2 separate regions of the Mus musculus genome follow, and region 1 is linked to region 2. The links are chromatin contacts, called in public promoter capture Hi-C maps. All regions are on one chromosome and are shown on one strand. The core of a region is the stretch at or near the end of the contact, and the rest is flanking DNA. Distances in the headings are between cores, read along the strand shown.

What was found. Promoter capture Hi-C pulls out the DNA fragments that hold promoters and counts their contacts.
Region 1: a promoter capture Hi-C map of pre-B cells shows a contact between it and region 2, with 3 times the contacts expected there. The contact joins the promoter of Caprin2 here to the enhancer-like site in region 2. A contact is called at or near these places in 7 of 39 promoter capture datasets (the 3T3-L1 cell line, cranial neural crest, hippocampal neurons and 3 more), 1 of 115 datasets of contacts at active chromatin or transcription factors (pancreatic cancer cells) and 3 of 9 other capture datasets (adipose tissue, macrophages and pancreatic islet).

What each region holds. Positions count from the first base shown.
Region 1 is chr6:148,894,974-148,898,022 of GRCm38.p6, forward strand. Caprin2 (caprin family member 2) reads right to left here and starts at 1,264. Exons shown (of 19, transcript NM_181541.4): 1 at 1,045-1,264; 2 at 1-183. The coding sequence starts at 140.
Region 2 is chr6:148,374,224-148,377,454 of GRCm38.p6, forward strand. All of the region lies in intron 5 of Tmtc1 (transmembrane and tetratricopeptide repeat containing 1), which reads right to left. Among named protein-coding and RNA genes, the nearest start is that of Tmtc1, 69 kb to the right of the region's middle. Within about 2 kb of position 1,383, at least 19 of the 459 cell types and tissues checked have an H3K27ac peak or open chromatin away from gene starts, as enhancers often do. A contact at or near this core is called in adipose tissue and pre-B cells, where this site is marked.

The DNA of each region.
Region 1 (3,049 bases), core at 14-2,513, 520 kb after region 2:
CATATAAGTCCATTATCAATATAGGTTTCATATGCCTGGGAAGGAGATGCAGCAGAACTGAGAGTAGACTGCAGGGGGCTCAGAGCCCGCTGGTTTTCCCCTTGCTGATCCTGGTTCACTTGGGACTTGGCTGACTTCATACTTCCCACTTTTCCCTCCTCTGAATGGCCGGCCTGAAGGTGACTGGTAACCGAAAAGGGATGGAGAGAGTTGCACCACTGAAACAGATGAGGCTAAAGGATGGGGGCAGGAGGAGTTAAGTACCAATGTAAACTAAAGGTGCACAACGAGGAGCTTCTTTAAAATGAAATGAAGTCAAAACATAACGTTGATTCAGACAGCGTACTTCCACTCCCCTACTAAGGTTAATTGACACAAGCAATAGCCAATAAAGACAGTCTATACGTAGGCAAAATTTACACTATAGGAATGTTTCCAGAAGTTCTATTCCCCACATGGAGAACTGCTAAGCAAGCGGAAGGCTTCTGATCTCATTCTGAATAATTTCTATGGTCGGGGGCGGAGGGTGAGGGTTGCAGCCACAACTTCAAGCTATCTCAAAGTCTACGTGAACCAAGTTTCTTGTACTAAATGACAACACTCTTTGACTGTCCAGGACCTAACCAAGTGCATCCCCCTGGACACTGCTGCCAAGTCTCACAAACTGTACGCCGAGGTGGCTTCCAGTTGTGTTTACAGTAACTCACAATCACTCACTCCTATACTGGCAAGCCTTCCGCTACCCGCACCAAGGAACCGGGAAACCAAGGAGTCGGACACTTCAACTCTATTCAGAAATCCTGCCCGTAAGGAGCAAGACCAGAGCTAGACAGCCCCTGGACACCATTGCTCGTTCAAGTGCCCCAAGGGCCCGAGTAGAGGAGCCCCAGTCAGGGTCACAGTCTAAGGGCCCACGCAGCCCACCAGACGCAGAGCGCTCTGCAAAGCCGCTGAGAAGCCCGACCCCAGAATGCTGGGGCACCACGCTTCTCCACCCCGCCGCGGCCGCGCAGACCCACCCACCCCGCCGCCGTCCTGCTTCACCTCCCCGGCTGCCTCCGAAAGCGCGCGGGAGTCCTGCGCGCTGCAAAGTGGGCGAACTCCACCCCGCACTCCCTTCTCCCCCCGCGTCCCTTCCTCCCGCCTCAGCTTAGCCTGCGGCCACCGCCGACAGTGCACCCAGCCAACTCCGCTGCTCGCGCCCAAGCTGTCCCCCTCAAGGCGCGCGCAACTTATGTAGGCCGCGCACGGCGCGACCACGCCCAAATCCCGCCTATTTCCGGTCCTCTGCCCCGCCCTCTAGCACGCGAGCTCCCCTCGGAGGCTTCGCCTTCCGGTGTCCCCTCCCACTCCCCTCTCGTGCGCTAGACCACCACAGTCCGCCCTTTTCCGGTACCCGGGACCTGCGAGGGACAGGTCCTTTCCGGTGCCCCTCTCTGCAAGCCTGCGCTTGGCGCGTACCTTCCCTGCGCTTCTCTGTTGCGCCTGAGGCTGGTGTGAGATACTGCACCTGGTAGCATGGATGGGCCCGCTTGTTTCAGCCAGCACTGGTGCAGATGATTTCAATTCTTGGAAAAGAGGCAGCAAGTCCTGCGCAGAATGACCAGATAAGCCAGCCTTCAGGCTCTAATGGTTTAAATGGGCACTTCTAAAATACAAGAGCACCCTTGCCCCACAGATGATTTTTCATTGTAGAATGAGTCAGAGGACTCAGCCTGTAAGAGCAGCAGAGTAGATGACTGCAGCCTTTGTAGTAGGAGGGTATGCGCCAAGGCTATGTGTCGCTATGAAGCAATTCATTTCATTGGCACTAAAAGAGTTGTTAAAATTATTTGTTGGGCCGGGCAGTGGTGGCGCACGCCTTTAATCCCAGCACTCGGGAGGCAGAGGCAGGCAGATTTCTGAGTTCGAGGCCAGCCTGGTCTACAGCGTGAGTTCCAGGACAGCCAGGGCTACACAGAGAAACCCTGTCTCGAAAAAAAGAAAAAAAAAACAACAACAAAAAAAAGTTATTTGTTGGGTTGCATAAAGTTAACAGAAAACAGGAAGAATGTCAGCTTCTGAAGGACTGGTGGTAGTTCCTGTATCAAATGAGGTTTTAGGGGTAGATTACTCCCTAATACCAGGGAGGCAGGAACAGACCTAAACAAAAAACACTACCTCATAAACTAAATAAAATAATAAAGTTAATAAATTAAAACTTGTGCCCAAGTATTTTACCAAATAGAATTGGTTTTAAGTCCTATCCTTGAGGCAAGGGTAATTATTTAGAACAGGGCAGTCAAAAGCATAATCAAGTAAATAAATGGAAAGTCTGGACAAGACCACCCAAAAATCACCTTGGCTTTGGCACTTCTTGTTACCTATTACATGTTTACCTGCATGTATGTTTATGTACATGGTTGCCTGGTTCCTGCTGTAGGTCAGAAAAGGGTGTTGGATACCCTGGAACTGGAGTTATAAACAGTTGTGAACCACCACGTGGGTGCAGGGAATTGAGCCCAGGGAGGGCCTGTGGAAGAGCAGCCAGTGCTCTTAACCACTGAGTCATCTCTCCTCCCTGTCCTATTATGTTCTTTAATGTTGTATTTTAGCTTTGAATCTCTGAACTATACCTGCAACTTGAATATTAGACAAACACTATGTTGTCTGTTTTCCTCATTTATAACTAGAGAAAGAACAGGCTGCTGAACTGACCAATAGACTTACCTTTTGCCACACAGAGTGGCCATGAAGCCTGTGATGAGCACACCTTCAGATAACTGAACTGACACATTTATATTTGCATATGCCTTTGTTGGCCTATGCTAATAATGAACCCAAAAATAATATTTCCAACCAGGGGTTGTGGCACATACCTTTACAGGCACACAACTCCCAGCACTCAAGAGGCCGAGGCAGGAAGATTATAAGTCTGAGGATAGCCTGAATCTCCAGATTTACCATAACTATCATTTGGGCCATTAGATTGAGATATAATCCTAACTACTCAATGGGAGAATTGCTAATAAATCTGTTAATTTATTTAATAACATGGGACATAGGCTGA
Region 2 (3,231 bases), core at 133-2,632:
GCTGGTTCCCGTGATTGATTTAAAGCTTCTTAAAGCAATTTGCTGTTGGTGGAATCTAATTCAGTCAGCAGAGTGCTGTAGGCTTGGCTCCTTATTGATTTAGAATAATCTTATGAAAGAATTTTATGGTTTTCAAAGATAGTGCTAGTCTGAATGAATACAAGTCTTCCCAATGTCAAGTTGCTTTGTGGGCCAATGACAACCACGTGTGGCAGTAAAATTATAGACATGTGTTTGCTGGGAAGAATTCCGGAAAGCATCTAGTTGGAACCCCTTATTGCTTAACTCTCCTGGCTGTAGCCCCTAATGGTTACCCTCGTTCAATTCTTCTTCAGGCTCAATAATTCATAAATCTGTATGAAACAGTTCTCAGTTTATTAAAAACATATCATGCCAAACCCAGATTCCCAGCATCTAAAATAAAAAAGACTCAAATTTTAAACAGTGCACTTGGAAGGAGAAATAAATGAATTGACAGGGCTGTGTGGAAAGGAGTGAGTGCCAGGGTCGGGATCAGATGAAGTCATCCCACAAGGGGATGGCTTACCACATTTGTTCAACACCCATATCAAACAGGAAGGGTATAATGAGGCAGAAGGAAAGGGTCAGTAGTTACTGGAATGGAGGACGTAACCAAGCCCCGGGAGATTTCAGAGGAGAAGAGCTCAAATCTAACACACCAAGATTTACCTTGACAGTTTTGTTTTTGTTTTTTTTTAACATTAAAATTTTAAAATGTCCAACTTCATAGGAGAAAGGCAGAAATGAAAGAAAATTAAGCTAAATTTACTGGAGTCCAGGCTACATGCTGCTCAAAGGTCACTTGAGCAAACAGAGGAAAGTAGGCAAGGAGGGAGCAAGTTTACTCACAGCCCAGCTATCCTAGGCAGATGGAGGGACTCTTCTTCAAATCAATAACATGCAAGAGCTTAGCAGCACAACAGACTTTCACGGGGAAGGTGACAGGGAGAAGGCGCAGCAAGGCTTTCTCATATAGGGCAGAAGTCTCCTCTCTCTGACTGGCACATCCCAACAGACCCAACCTCCTGTTGCTCATTCTTACTTATAAAAGGAACTAAAGACCAAGAAGTGGAATGACAGAAGACATTCTAGATCCTGTCCCTCTAAAAAAGGATCATGTAGGCAGCGCTTCTTTTTGAATGCTGAATGCCAGGCAGAAGGGAGGGAGTACAAGAAGGTTAAAGAAACCATGGGTAACTTTGCAGAACTACAAAGTATAGGTAAAGGGCAGGCCCTAAGGGCTGGAGGCCCTTTTGCAGACATTGAGGAACTTTTCTAACAACAAGGTCTCTGTTATTCAAGGGTAGATCCGCAGCTATGACCAGGTTGCATAAGCAGAGCCCCACCCACAAGGGAAGAGTGACAGCTCTATCCACTCTTAGAGCAACCAAAATAAGACTGACAGCTGCTCTGTGCAAAGAAAAGCTAATCAATCTGAAGGTATTTATCCCAGAAAAGAAACTATTTAGTAAAATGCAGCCTGCTGGTAGGAGAAAAGTCAGACAAGTGTTCCTCACCCCACGCTCAGGACCCAGTCAATAGTGGGGAGGAGACAAAGGGACAGCGTGTCCTGAGAGGCTGCTGAGGGGAGCCTGAGCTCTATCACTCCCTGGACCTCCTCAAACCCCAAGGGTCTAGGGCGTCCTCTGAGCAAACTTAGGGTCTTTTTCCCTAGACATCTATTGCTAGTATTCTTAGACTAGCATATGTTACCCCAAAATATACCTCCTAGAATAAGGCTTATTTTGAGCTAGCTATTCTGAGAAACTGCAGACACAGGAAAAGCTTTTAAGACAGAAGAGAAATAACCTTTCTGCAAGGGAAACCATGCCCCATTTATAAGTGTGTCTCCCTCTCAGTAACAGGAAAAGGACCATTACATCTCCAGAGACAGCCATCAATTCAGAATATCACTCCTTGGCCTAGTGCACCCTACCCCCCCAAAGCTGTCCCACTGGTAGGCTTCCACATACCTCTCTTCCTTTCCTTTTTCCTTTTTCCTTTTTTTCCTTTTTCCTTTTTTCCCTTTTCCCCCTTTTTCCTCTTTCCTCTTTCCTCTTTTTCCTCTTTCCTCTTTCTTTCCTCTTTCTTTCCTCTTTCTTTCCTCTTTCTTTCCTCTTTCCTCTTTCCTCTTTCCTCTTTTTCCTCTTTCTTTCCTCTTTCTTTCCTCTTTCTTTCCTCTTTCTTTCCTCTTTCTTTCCTCTTTCCTTTCCTTTCCTTTCCTTTCCTTTCCTTTCCTTTCCTTTCCTTTCCTTTCCTTCCCTTCCCTTCCCTTCCCTTCCCTTCCCTTCCCTTCCCTTCCCTTCCCTTCCCTTCCCTTCCCTTCCCTTTTCCCTTCCCTTCCCTTCCCTTCCCTTCCCTTCCCTTCCCTTCCCTTCCCTTCCCTTTCCTTTCTTTTCCTTTTCTCTCTCCTCTCTCCCTCTCTCCCTCTCTCTTTCATCTATTTCTTTGTTGAAAAAGTTTTTCAATTAAAAAAATTTTTTACAATATATTCTGATCACACCTTCCCTTCCCCCAGCTCCTCCTCAATCTTTCCCATTTCCCCATCCACCCAACTTCAATGCCCCTCCTCTCTTTACAAACAAAAAGAGGGGAAGGAAACCCACAAGAAACACACACACATACATACACACACACACACCATATGAACACAAAAAGACCTACTGAGACAGAACAACAATAACAACAAAGCCACAGATGCCACTGAGCTTGGTTTGTGTCGACCATCTTCTGTGGGCATGTGGGCTACCCTTCAGTGTGGTTAACATACCCAGTAGGACTCCACTGGAGAAAGTTAATTTTTCTTTTGCAAGTAAATGTCAATTACAAATACTTCTTGGCTAGTAGTGGGAGCTGAAGTCCACTTCCCCTCCTTAGCACTGGGATCCCATCTGGCTTAAACCTGTGCAAGCCCTGTGTATGATGCCATTGTCTCTGGGAGTTCTTATGTGCACCAGCCCTATTGTCTTTCCTTGATGTTAACCATCCCCTCTGGTTCTTAAAATCTTTCTGCCTCCTCTTCTGCGTAGCTCCCTGAGCCCTGAGGGAAGATATTCTATTTATAGATGAATTTTCCAAAAATCTATCAGTCTCTGCACATTGTCCAGTTGTGGGTCTCTAAGTCCATTCCCATCTATTGCAAAAGAAAGGTTCTCTGATCATGGCTGAGCAACTCACTGACCTATGGAATATAGTAAACTCTCAATAGGA